4 separate regions of the Mus musculus genome follow, and regions 1, 3 and 4 are each linked to region 2. A link is a contact called in public promoter capture Hi-C data. All regions are on one chromosome and are shown on one strand. The core of a region is the stretch at or near the end of the contact, and the rest is flanking DNA. Distances in the headings are between cores, read along the strand shown. Region 1 holds the start of Igsf21 (immunoglobulin superfamily, member 21). Region 2 holds the start of Klhdc7a (kelch domain containing 7A). Region 3 has its middle 16 kb from the start of Gm13021. Region 4 has its middle 31 kb from the start of Tas1r2.

Region 1 (2,755 bases), core at 51-2,550, 280 kb before region 2:
AAAAAAAAATACCCACGGAGGGACAAACTGTAATCAAACACCTATTTATAAGGGTTTATTACGATCATTATTATTATTTTACTAAGAGGATCCTTCTAAAGCCTGTCAGGTGAACGTATTCGCTCAGATCTAAATAAATGCAAATCGCTCCTTCCCTGGAGCAGGGAGGCTGAGCGACCCTGAACTGCAGCTAGCTAGCTAGCTGCCTTGAAAGGCCATGTGCTGACAAGGCTGCAGAGGGTAAGGAGGAGAGTGGGTCACTCCGTGGGGCATCCTGGCACAAGTCTTTCCTAGTAGCACCTGCCAGGCCATTACTCACTGCCCACCCCTCTCCCAAGGCCTGCAGCCAGTGGGGCTGCCAGTGTACCCATTGCCCGGCTAAGTAAACTGAGCAACAAGGATGCAGCAGCTTAGTAAAGATAGGGGAGCTGGGACTTCCCTGGAGAATGCAGCATAAGGAGACCTGGGTCCTGGTTTGGGGGCTCAGAGTCACTCTCTGGTTCTGCTGTTCATTCTGGAACTTGACGATCTAACTCCTGGTTCCACCACCCCCACCACCACCCTAAGAGCTAGGAGCACCTGCCTCTTCCTCACGTGGGAGACCCCACAGCCCAGGCTCAATAGTGCGTGAGCGATCAAAGCGACGATCTGACACAAGTTTCAACCCCACCCCGGTTCTCAGGTGGAGGAGCTGGGGTGTCAGCCCTGATTTTTTTTTTAAGGTGACATCTTGGTCTCAGAAGAAAAAGTCGATGCCTCCCTTGCCCGGTCCAGCCTGCACATACAATGCAGCTGTTCTGCGCGGGGCGCGGGCTGGAGGGTAGCCCTTATTTGTGGAACACTGAAGCTCTGAAGCCCCTAAGGACGACGTTCATAGGTGTCAAAGCAAGCCCTGAGGACCTACATCCCTCCGGGGAAAGCATCTCTCTCTCCTGGAAGGAGGAAGGGTGCTTGCATCCACCAAGCGGAGGAAAGGGGCGTCCAGGGACACGTCCAGGTGGAGGGGTGGGGAGGGCGATTCGGGTGGAGCGAAGCTTGGTGTGTGTGTATGGGAGGATGCAGCTCACAAGCAAGCAGTTGTGATGAGATGGGGGTGGGGGGAGCAGAGGGTAGAAGCCGAGAGGGAGGGGGGCGAGTTCTCCTCTCTGCAATAAATCGGCTTAGCGGACGAGAGCCGAACAGCCCAGAACGGATTAAAGAAAAGTCTGTAGAATACGGCAGCGAGCGCAGCGCGGGGGGTGGGGGGGGGCGGGGGCGGGGCGGCAGGAAAGGAGGGAGAGGAGGGGGCGCGAGAAGAGCGAGCGCGGGGCAGAGCGCGGCGGCGCGGGCAGAGCTTCGGCTCCAAACTCCGCCACTGCCGCCACGGATCCGACTCCGGCCGCCGTGGCCGCCTATCGCAGCCAACCAGCCGGGAGCAGCTGCGCGCCCCAGCCAGGTCCGGTGCAGCCCGGAGCAGCCAGTGCGTCTGGTGCAGCCCGGAGCATCCTATTACAGCCCAGAGTAGCCTGGTGGTGCAGCCCGGAGCATCCCGGTACAGCCCAGAGCAGCCCCGGGTAGCCTGGCGGCCGGGCTACAGTAGCATGGGGACCTCCCCTCGGCTCTCCTCGCCTCTCGTCACCGCCACGGCCGGCGGCCCGGGTCACAAGCGCTTCTGAGCCCATGGCGAGGGGACCCACCGCCGCCACTGCGATCGCTGCCGCCGCCGCCGCCTCGGCCAGCGCCGCCAGCTTCTGGACACCATGCAAGCTGCTCCAAGCCTCCGCCGCGCTTCCTGCCTGCTGCTCGCCGCGATTCTGGACCTGGCACGCGGTGAGTGTGCGGGCGCCCGCGGAAGCCCGGGGCCGGGGGATGCGCGCAAAGACCGAGAAGGGCGCGGGCCCGGATGGCTCTGGGAGTCTCGGGCTGTAGGCACAGTCCAGGAGGGCTTCCGTGCAGCGAAGAGAGGATAGATCTTTTGGAGAAAGCTCTCGTGGGTCTGTGCCAGTGGTGTGTGTGTGTGTGTGTGTGTGTGTGTGTGTGTGTGTGTGTGTGTGTGTGTGTGTGTCTTTGTTGGGTCTGTGAGTGTCCGAGAATCAGCTATGTTTGGAGAGGGCACGGGAGTACATTTAGATGTGGCTGTGTGATGGTGTGTGTGTGAGAGAGGTAACAGAGAGTCTAGATCAGTTGCATGGAGAGGTGAGAGAGAAAGTCTGAGTGTTTGGGGGTGTGAACTCCTTCAGGAGGGTAAGTGTGTGAGCGTCGCGGCATGTGGGAGCCTGTTAAGGAAAGGGTGTTTGAGGTGTGGCGGTTCACGCCGATCCCCGGTGTGCTGCCTGGTCTCTAGAGGGCTGTGTGACAGCCGGTGACTGTATTTCTGTTAGAGCTGGACAGGAGTGTACCCAGCTACACGTGGAAGTACAGGACTTGAGGTCCTAGAAGCTCTGGGTTTGGGAGCAGGTGCAGATCGAGGGAACTTGGGCAGGGAACTGTGAGCACATCTGGGGCTGGAGGAGTTTCAACAGTATGGCTCGCATCTGTGTGTGAGTGTGTGTGTGTGTCCCGCATGGGCTTGGTCATGGCCTAGGCTGAACCAGATGGAAGGAAACTGGAGCTCAAAGGCTTGCCCAGAGCCAGCAGTGCGGAGCAGTTCTAGAGTGTATGGTTAGGGCTACCTGGGAGGAGGGGCACCCTGCCCAGCGCCGCCCTCTGGTGGGTCTTAAATGATATGGAAGTCGAACTTGACGCCCCAGTGCCTTCCGGGCAGGGAACAGGGAGC
Region 2 (3,188 bases), core at 412-2,911:
CTGTCTTAGTCAGGGTTTCTATTCCTGCACAAACATCATGACCAAGAAGTAAGTTGGGGAGGAAAGGGTTTATTCGGCTTACACTTCCATGTTGCTGTTCATCACCAAAGGAAGTCAGGACTGGAACTCAAGCAGGTCAGGAAGCAGGAGCTGATGCAGAGGCCATGGAGGGATGTTCCTTACTGGCTTGCCTCCCCTGGCTTGCTCAGCCTGCTTTCTTATAGAACCCAAGACTACCAGCCCAGAGATGGTCCCACCCACAAGGGGACCTCCCCCCTTGATCACTAATTGAGAAAATGCCTTACAGCTGGATCTCATGGAGGCATTTCCTCAACTGAAGCTCCTTCCTTTCTCTGTGATAACTCCAGCCTGTGTCAAGTTGACACAAAACTAGCCAGTACAGGGCCCAGGGAGGTTTGGAGTTTGACTGGACCTAGACGGCTGGAAAGATCCCCACCGGCAAAGATAAGGAGGCCTGGCCTGCAGGAGTCAACAAAGTAGGGCACACTAGACTGCCACATGCAGAAGGGTAAACTGAGGCTGTTGGGTGGAGGCTCACACACATAAGGACCTCCTAAGGGGATCCCAGGAGGCCAGCAAGATGACACTCCAGTCAAGCAAGGTGGCCTGAGTTCAACCCTCAGGATTTGCACGGCAGAAGGAGAACAGAATCCTTGGGCTGTCCTCTGATGTCACATGTGCCTATGTGTATTACCCACACATGCACTTGCACACACACACACACACACACACACACACACACACACACACACACACACACACACACACACACACACACAAATATAACAAAAAAGTTTAGAGTTTTCCCAAGGCCAGAACCCTCAGAACCAAGTTCCTGGGCCTTCAAATTGGATCGTCCTTTCACTTTGCAACCTGAAGACAACCTTTAAAAAGTGGAGCGTGTGCGTTGGGCATCTCGGCAGCTGAGGACCTGAATCCTGGGCACAGATGGAGGCTTACCCAGAGCAGGCCTGGGCCCCCACTCTTGCTCAGTGACTTTACCTCCCTTAAAACTGTGACCTCAGCACCCACCCTTGAGAACCAGTAAAAAAACCTGCACATGGGGGAGATAAAAACAGCCAAGCCTTGCTGAGCTTTAGCAACAACATGGGGCTTCATGCATGTTGACTACTCTACCTGATGAGCTAATGATGCGGTCACCCTCTGTCTCTCGCCACTTTTCAGGCAGGCACAGAGAAGTAAAGTTACTTGCCCAAGGTCACACAGCTGGTGAACGGCAGATTTGAGTCTGGGGTCCACAGTGCTGATGTGGGTTGGGGGTTGTGAGGAGTCACTCCTCCACAGGCCTCTTTTCCTATGAGGTTGGCTCATCATGAAGAGGAGGCAGGGTCTCTAAGGTCTCATTTTGTCTGGGTGCTAAGGTCTTGTATTTCCTGGCTGCTTCAGCAAAGCTAGTTTCTCTTCAACTTGTTGAGTAGAGGAGGAGGGCAGAGGCAGCCAAGGGCCCAGTCAGGTGGCTTGGCCGCCAGCCCAGGCCCAGCGTCCTCACTGTTTCATTGCTTGGCTGGTTAAAAGCTGACCCCTCAGTTAGGGCCAAGGCCATCCCCATACGCCTGTTAACTGTGGCTCCACCTGCTCCGGGAACCAAGGCAAAAGCTGCCCCAAGCTTCCAACCTAAGGATTTGCAAAAGAGAAAATAAACACCCTCACACACAGACCAACAGTGTGGCTTCTAGGCATCTGGTGACAGTTCTGCTCAGAGATTCCTTCCTCTTTGAATCCCTGTTGGACACTCCCTCCCACCAGGGGCTGCAGGTGACTGATCTGAAGCTCGGGCCCCTCCAGTCGGGACCCTCCCTCCTTTCAGGCAAGGATCCAAAGAGGCCAGCTGCAACCTTAGCCATCCCCTGCCCCATTGCCGACTCAGTGGACTCAAAGTCACCTCTGCTCCAGCAACCGCTGGCCAGATCCGGCTAGGGACTCCCTCCCACTCCACAGCAGGATCCAGGAACTGGTCCCTATTGGGCAATCATTAATCGGATTCTTGGCATTCCTCTGTCCCTGGCCAGCATGCTCCCCACTGGAGAAGGAGCAGAGGGCCAGGACTGGCATTTGGACATGCAGCTGCCCAGCAAGGTGGTGCTGTCCGCAGCTGCGCTGCTCCTGGTAACTGCGGCTTACAAACTCTACAAGTCCAGACCTGCCCCAGTCGGGCAGGCAGGGAGAAACAACAAGGACCACAAAGCAGAAAATGAAACAGAGGCCTTGGGACAACTTGCCTTCCAGGAGGCTCCACCGGGGACCCTGCCAAGGGGTCGAAGACGCAGGAAGGCCAGCAAGGGGGCTGGGACCTCACTGGACTACAGCTTGGTGGATCCAGAAGACCCCTGCATCCTGGACATTTCCAGGTCTGAAGAGGCCACAAGAAAAGGCTCTGATGAAAGTCAGGGCAGGCAGTGTCCAGACTCTCAGCAGGTGCCTCCTCCCTGTGGTGGCCAGGAAGCCGGAACAGATGTTAGAGGTAAGCCCAACCCTCCCCACCTCCCTCATTCAGGCTGTGAACCTACGAGCTCCTCAGGCAGACTTATCCCAGGAGTGGGTGGCAGCTGTGTGGGTGACAAGCTCTCTCCATGGCCAGACAGCAGACCCCCAGAGGAAACAGGATCTGGGGACCTGGAAGCCCCCAACGGTTGGACTGATCTTACACTGGTCAATGGTGACATGAACCAGAGTTGGATCTTCACCCACATGACAGGGGTCAGCAGGGGAGAGGCCGGGGTCCTCCAGGCTGCTGCAGACATGGGCTTGGCCACGCAGCAGCAGGAAGGAGCCACCAACGCCTCCCATACTTTCTCATCTGTGGCCCGGATCCGGATGGAGGAGAATATTATACAAAAGGCAGAGGGACCAGGGCTGAAGGGCAGAGTATATGACTATTTCGTGGAGTCCACGTCGAAGGCTGACTCCAGGCCAGTCCCCTGCCCAGCAGCTCTGGCTGATGCTCCATCCCCTGGGCCTGGACCAGAGCCCCTTGTCACTGGAGCAGCCTCCAGAGACGAAGCCGCTAACACAGCCGGTGGTGGTGCATCTGAAGCAGCATCCCCACAGCCTGTGGCATCCCCATCTGCACCGGGCTTCAGCAGAAAGGTGAGCCTCCTGCAGATCGCTGAGAACCCAGAGCTCCAACTGCAGCCTGAAGGCTTCAG
Region 3 (2,798 bases), core at 228-2,727, 440 kb before region 2:
CAAAACTTGCTTCAATGTGGGAGCATCTCCTGTTTCCCAGGTTGGCTTCAAATACCCTGTGAAGCTGAGGATACCCTTGAACTTCTGGCTCTATTGGCTTTACCTCCTCACGGCTGGAATTCTAGAGCCTGGATTCAGAAGACGCTAGGGATGGAGACCAGGGCTTTCTGCATGCTACAGAGATCCTCCACCACCCGAGACACATCCTCCGCCTTGGAAACGGATTTGAGCTTGAGTCTACAGGTCTTACAGCTTGTGGAATTAGATGCCTTCGTCCCAATGTAGGGGAGTAAACCTCGAATTCTCAGAGATACCCAGACAGAAACCTAGGTGGCCAGCTTCCGGAGATGCTGGGGCAGGCCTCTGGGGAGGCAGAGGCTGGCAGCTGAGCCAGTTCCTCCCAAAGCCTCCTACCAGTTATGGGGAGTTTCGTAGTCCCTGTTCTATTGCTGTGAAGAGACACCATGACCATGGAAACTCTTACAAAGGAAAGTACTTAACTGGGGCTGGCTGACAGTTTCAGAGGTTAAGGGTCATGGTTATCATGGTGGGAGTACGGCAGTTTGCAGGCAGACATGGTGCTGGAGGGTAGGTGAGAGTTCTACACCAAGATCCGCAGGTCACAGGAAGAGAGAGACACAGGGCTTGGTGTGGACTTCTGAAACTTCGAAGCCCGCCCCAAGTGACACACTCCCTCCAACAAGGCCACTAATCTAATCTTCTAATCTTCTAATCTTTTCAAACAGTGCCACTCCCTAGTGGCCAAGCATTTAAATCTATGAGCCAATGGGTGCCTTTCTCATTCAACCCCCCACAGGGAGGCCAAGGGTCACATTCAAGGTCAGCTGCTCGGTCCAAACAAGGTCACACTTTGAGTGAAACTTTTTGGCTCCCCAGGTTTAATAACTACAGTGTGCCCCTTCTGGAAGGTTCCCCGTGGACCTGTAGTGTAACTTCTCTGTTCTGTGGAGGTGACAGGTGACAGAGGTCCACAGAGGTTGCCACTCCAGACTCCTCCATGCAGGGATTGGACTTGGGTCTTAGGTGGATGGAGCTCTGGGCTGACTCCCTCAGCTGCAGAGCCAGAAGGGAGTTAACAAGAGGAGTGGTGGCCCCCTCCCCCCTCCCCTGCTCAGTTTCTCACTTAGAAATGCAAATGGGGTGAGGCTCTGCTCAGAGCATTCTCCTCTTCACACCACACAGATTATCCCCTTTCCCCCAACCCCCTCTGCCAAGGAGATTGTCTAAGATTGTTTGTGTTACAAAAACCCAGAGGGGATTGAGCCATTTGGTGGACCCGTCCTACCAAACTAGGCCTCTGGGAGGAGGCTGCTTCAACAAGGAGGGATGTCCTTAGCCACCTTCTTCCGGCAGGAGGGGCTAGAGGTCCAGCGGTTCTGGGGACACAGCCTGGGCCCTCTCTGTCTTCTCCCTGTAGAGGGCCAGGGAGTTGGAGAAAAGCAGGCCTGGCTCTGGGAAGGCAGCCGGCAGGCCACACTGCCTGAGCCCATTTCCTGTCACATTAGGAGACAAGGGCTGGGCTCCAGTTTCCAGCAGCTGGTGAGCGCTTCCTGTCCCATTCCCCTCCCCTTCCCTTCCCCTTCCCCCTTCTCTCCCCCTCCCCTCCCCCTCCCCTCCCCTTCACTCCCCTCCCTTCCCCCTCCCCTCAGCAAGTCAATCAGTGATCTCTGGTGGAGCAGCTGTCTTCCAGTCAGGACAGGCTGGGGGAGAAGAGAGGCTGAGGTCAGGACAGTGCTCATTGTACAAGCTCGAGCACCTCAGTTCATCCCCAGAGCACACCTGAACACTTGCTCATATCCCAGAGCTGAGGAACCAGAGGAGGGGCAGACCCCTGGGACTCACTGGACAGCCCTTACCCAAGTTGGCAAGTCAGGTACCAGGGAGACAGTCTCCCGAAAGGAGGTAGACTCCTGAGGAAGGAGCCTGGTCTGGACCTCTGGCTAACACATTCATAGATACACACCAGCACACACACACACACACACACACACACACACACACACACACACACACTCACACATCAACACATGGATGCGTATCAACACACACACACATACACTCATGCATATATACAAACACACACACACCCCAACACCCTAAGAAAGGGAACCTGAGCCGCAGGGAGGTGAAGGGTCAGTTTGAATCGCATCAAGTTGCTGTTTTTTTTATACAACAGCAACCAAGATGGCTGCGGGTTAGTTCATCAGGAGAACACACACTTTCACTCACAGCCTTTGTGTGTGCACAGCAAAGCCACCCACAGAGCACGAGTTGAGTCCATACCTCACCCTAGCCACATCCTTTTAGCTGAGTCATTATCGTCTTCTGTGTGGACGAGGAGGGTACAGCATCGATTAATCAGCTATATCTTCTCAGTTCAGATGTCTCCACAGCAGGCACCCAGGCTCAGTTATCTGTGACAGCTAGAATTCCTGGCAAGAACCTGTTGTCTAAAAAAGCCGAGTGACTGGCTAGAATCCGAACAATCTGGAGAGGTTGGAATGTTGCAGGTTAAGAGCCATTATCTTGGAATAGCTTAGGCCCCTTAATAGGCATGTATGGCTTCTGGTGTACAAGACCTGACATCTTTTATGACTGTTAGGAAAAATCCTTTGGAATGTATGAAGAGACCCCTGGTTCTCACCAGAGGACTGTGACTATGTCAGACAGCATTTAAAGTCGATAACTGAGTCTCCCAATGTTTCAGTAACTCACCTACCTAAGGTACCAACCAATGTGTGCAAAGTGTGTTGTTTTATGGCTTGCTTTCTTCTGTG
Region 4 (2,830 bases), core at 121-2,620, 280 kb after region 2:
TGGAGGCCAGGAGAGGTCACTTGATCCCCTGGACTGGAGATGCAGACAGTTGTGGACGCTAGAATTGGACCCAGCCCTCTGCAAGAGCAGCTGAGTCTCCTATTCAGTCCCTTGGTCTTGATTCCCGTCATTCTCTAAGAAAGGGTTGTGATAAACGCACACGTGTACATGCACACAAACACACAGGAAACACAAATATAAACATAAATATATGCACACACATAAGCTGCATGCATGTGCACACACAGGCATCCATCCACATATCTCTCCACACACGGCTGAGGCACAAGAGTCCTTACACACCCATCCCCTCACAATCCCGCAGCCTCCTATGCACACAGGCACAGACTCAGGCACCCATGTGCCCAAACCAACACAGCTGCCCTGTGCTCATCTCTGCTCTTGCTTTCTGTCTCACACACATGTCAAGTTTGACAGAGGCCATGACACCCATGACATGTAAAAACACATGAGGTACTAGAACCTAACTAGGCTGCACATTTGCATGACACTTTAATATAAAACAGCTTTGTGCTCTTCCATGTGTCTCCATGTTTTGTGTGCATATCGAGTGTCTGTCTGCCTGTCCATCTGTCCCAGCTCTCCAGTCCCTGGAGAAGGGAACCTGAGAGGCCCAAGAATGAGACCAACATCGCCATCTGCTGTCAGCTTCTGGGACTGCCCTTCAGAGAACACATGGGGTCCAATGGGATCCATTTCTGAAGGACCCCAGAGGCCAAGGCATGACCCTGAGAACCAGTGGGAGTTGCAGGAACATCCCTGCCCTGTGGCCTCTAATAGGTTTCGTCTTTAGAGCAACCTGGGAAGAGCTCCTCCCTTCAGGGTTCATAACTGGGGAAACTGAGGTTTCAAGTCCAGCGCTGACTAGGTAAAGAGATCATGGGATTTCACTCAAAACACATCCCTCAAATTCTAATTCTGCTTCACGTTCTCAGGCTGAGTACCACCCTCCCTGTGGGCGAGGACTGGCTGGCACAGATAACGAGGCTGGCAGTTGGGTGAAGTGGCTTGGAAGTATGGAGGCCCCGGGGCAAAGAACATGTGAGGCCACAGAAGTAGATACCCATATTCAGGGCTCTCACTGAACACTGCAGACAGGCTGGTCCAGCAAGCCTGGAATGGTTTGTCCTCGTTATCAACGCGACCGGTTTGGAAATAATGAAAACATCCTTTTGGACAGGTCTCTAGAGACATTTAAGTGACCTGGGAAGACTCACCCTGTGGGCGGCACCATCCTGTGGGTGGCAGTACCCTGTGGGCGGAGCCATCCTGTGGGTGGTACTACCCTATGGGCGGAGCCATCCTGTGGGTGGTATTACCCTGTAGGCGGAGCCATCCTGTGGGCGGTACTACCCTGTGGGTGGCGCCATCCTGTGGACCGCATTATCCTGTGGCCTGGGACCTTGGACCCGTCTCTCACTGGGTTCTGACTACAGATGCCACGTGACCCATGTTGGGCCCTATTTGGCCTTGGTTTGGGCCTTGAGGACAAACCAAAGCCTGGCTCAATTTTTGAGACCTGTCATTCTCCTCCTCTTTGAGAATGACTCAGCATGACCTACCGGCCGGAATGAGACTGCCTCTGCCTAGCTACCACTGATGTGTCAATTTCTTATAGGCCCCGTGAGATCACCTCGCACCCCCTCATCACCTCACTCCACCCCATAGGTCATCTCACCCCATACCCCTATCCCTACCTTATTGACTTCTCTATATAAGTAAGTGCCCAGTTTAGTAAAGTGAGGTCCTTCTTTGACAAGACTCCCTGCCTGGGCCATCCCACTCAGCCCCAGACAGACCAGGCTGGACCGGGTTCTCTCCTCTCTCCTGGACCTGCTGGCAAAGAGCCGACAACCGGCCAACTCACTCTGCCCACATGCCTTCCCCACCATGATAGACTGCACCTCATGAACTAAACCATGAACCAAATAAGGCCTTCTCCCATTTAAGTCATGTCTTACCAGGTATTATGCCCTAGTAACAAGGAAGGTGACCAAATACACCACCCCTGTGACAGACAGGTCACTGAGTCTGGAGAGGAGCTGGGATGAGCCCTATCCCAGGACCCAATTGTCTAGCCCAAAGCTCTCCCTTCCCCCAAACCTGGCTCCCTTCTTCCCTTTGGTTGAGTAAGTGGGGGGCGGGCTGGGAAGAAGAGGGTGATCAGGAGAAGGGATAGGATGACAGTGGGGGGTGAATAGGGTCAAAGTACATTGTATGCATGTATGAAATTGTGAACTGTAACTTTCATTTTTCCAAACCTATTTTTAATGATGGTTCTTAAATGCTTTACCCTTCCTTGTAGCCCACCACCCACCAGAGGTAGTGGGAAAAAAAGGATGCGAGGCAAGTGGACCTGTTTAGAAATGTGGTTTTTGTTTTGTTTTGTTTTGTTTTGTTTTGAGCAACTCCCTCCTGTGCTGTCTGGAGATCTGCAGTTCAGATCAGCAGACAGCAGCAGCTCGATCCACTCGCAAACACTTCATGGATACAGAACAGTCCAGTTCGGTAGAGTCGGGATAGCAAACACGAATCAGCAGTGGTGACACTACCTAGCAGAGACAGCCAGGCCTCAGCCTTGGCACAAGTCAGCAGCAAGAGGGACACCAGGAAAAGTTTTGGGCTGTGCCTCTCTCTGGGAAGTGAAGATCAGCAAAGACTTGAGATCCAAGCATTGCACAGCTGGTTCTAGAAGCAAGCCAAGCTCAGCCTTCGTCACCATCCGTCAAGTCCTTTTATACTCTCTCCAAACATCACTGTGTCCTCCACAGGTCTTGCCTCAGCATGGGTCTTGCTTCAGCACATGCGT

What was found. Promoter capture Hi-C pulls out the DNA fragments that hold promoters and counts their contacts.
Region 1: a promoter capture Hi-C map of stem cell-derived epiblast-like cells shows a contact between it and region 2, with 3 times the contacts expected there. The contact joins the promoter of Igsf21 here to the promoter of Klhdc7a in region 2. A contact is called at or near these places in 11 of 39 promoter capture datasets (the 3T3-L1 cell line, the HPC-7 cell line, cranial neural crest and 7 more), 3 of 484 Hi-C or Micro-C datasets (the N1E-115 cell line, astrocytes and nephron progenitors), 4 of 115 datasets of contacts at active chromatin or transcription factors (embryonic forebrain, embryonic midbrain, embryonic stem cells and 1 more) and 1 of 9 other capture datasets (pancreatic islet).
Region 3: a contact with region 2 is called in a promoter capture Hi-C map of embryonic stem cells, with 2.6 times the contacts expected there. The contact joins the enhancer-like site here to the promoter of Klhdc7a in region 2. A contact is called at or near these places in 9 of 39 promoter capture datasets (the 3T3-L1 cell line, the C10 cell line, the HPC-7 cell line and 3 more), 1 of 484 Hi-C or Micro-C datasets (liver), 4 of 115 datasets of contacts at active chromatin or transcription factors (differentiating embryonic stem cells and embryonic stem cells) and 1 of 9 other capture datasets (liver).
Region 4: a contact with region 2 is called in a promoter capture Hi-C map of stem cell-derived epiblast-like cells, with 2.0 times the contacts expected there. The contact joins the enhancer-like site here to the promoter of Klhdc7a in region 2. A contact is called at or near these places in 5 of 39 promoter capture datasets (the 3T3-L1 cell line, cranial neural crest, hippocampal neurons and 2 more) and 1 of 115 datasets of contacts at active chromatin or transcription factors (pancreatic cancer cells).

The regions. Positions count from the first base shown.
Region 1 is chr4:140,245,356-140,248,110 of GRCm38.p6, reverse strand. Igsf21 (immunoglobulin superfamily, member 21) reads left to right here and starts at 1,300. Exons shown (of 10, transcript NM_198610.2): 1 at 1,300-1,809. The coding sequence starts at 1,740.
Region 2 is chr4:139,966,499-139,969,686 of GRCm38.p6, reverse strand. Klhdc7a (kelch domain containing 7A) reads left to right here and starts at 1,661. Exons shown (of 1, transcript NM_173427.2): 1 at 1,661-3,188. The coding sequence starts at 2,053. Mir2139 (microRNA 2139) reads left to right here and starts at 2,067; the gene lies at 2,067-2,161.
Region 3 is chr4:140,405,135-140,407,932 of GRCm38.p6, reverse strand. No RefSeq gene overlaps it. Among named protein-coding and RNA genes, the nearest start is that of Gm13021, 16 kb to the left of the region's middle. Within about 2 kb of position 1,477, at least 54 of the 459 cell types and tissues checked have an H3K27ac peak or open chromatin away from gene starts, as enhancers often do. A contact at or near this core is called in the HPC-7 cell line, embryonic stem cells and stem cell-derived epiblast-like cells, where this site is marked.
Region 4 is chr4:139,682,646-139,685,475 of GRCm38.p6, reverse strand. No RefSeq gene overlaps it. Among named protein-coding and RNA genes, the nearest start is that of Tas1r2, 31 kb to the right of the region's middle. Within about 2 kb of position 1,370, at least 15 of the 459 cell types and tissues checked have an H3K27ac peak or open chromatin away from gene starts, as enhancers often do. A contact at or near this core is called in stem cell-derived epiblast-like cells, where this site is marked.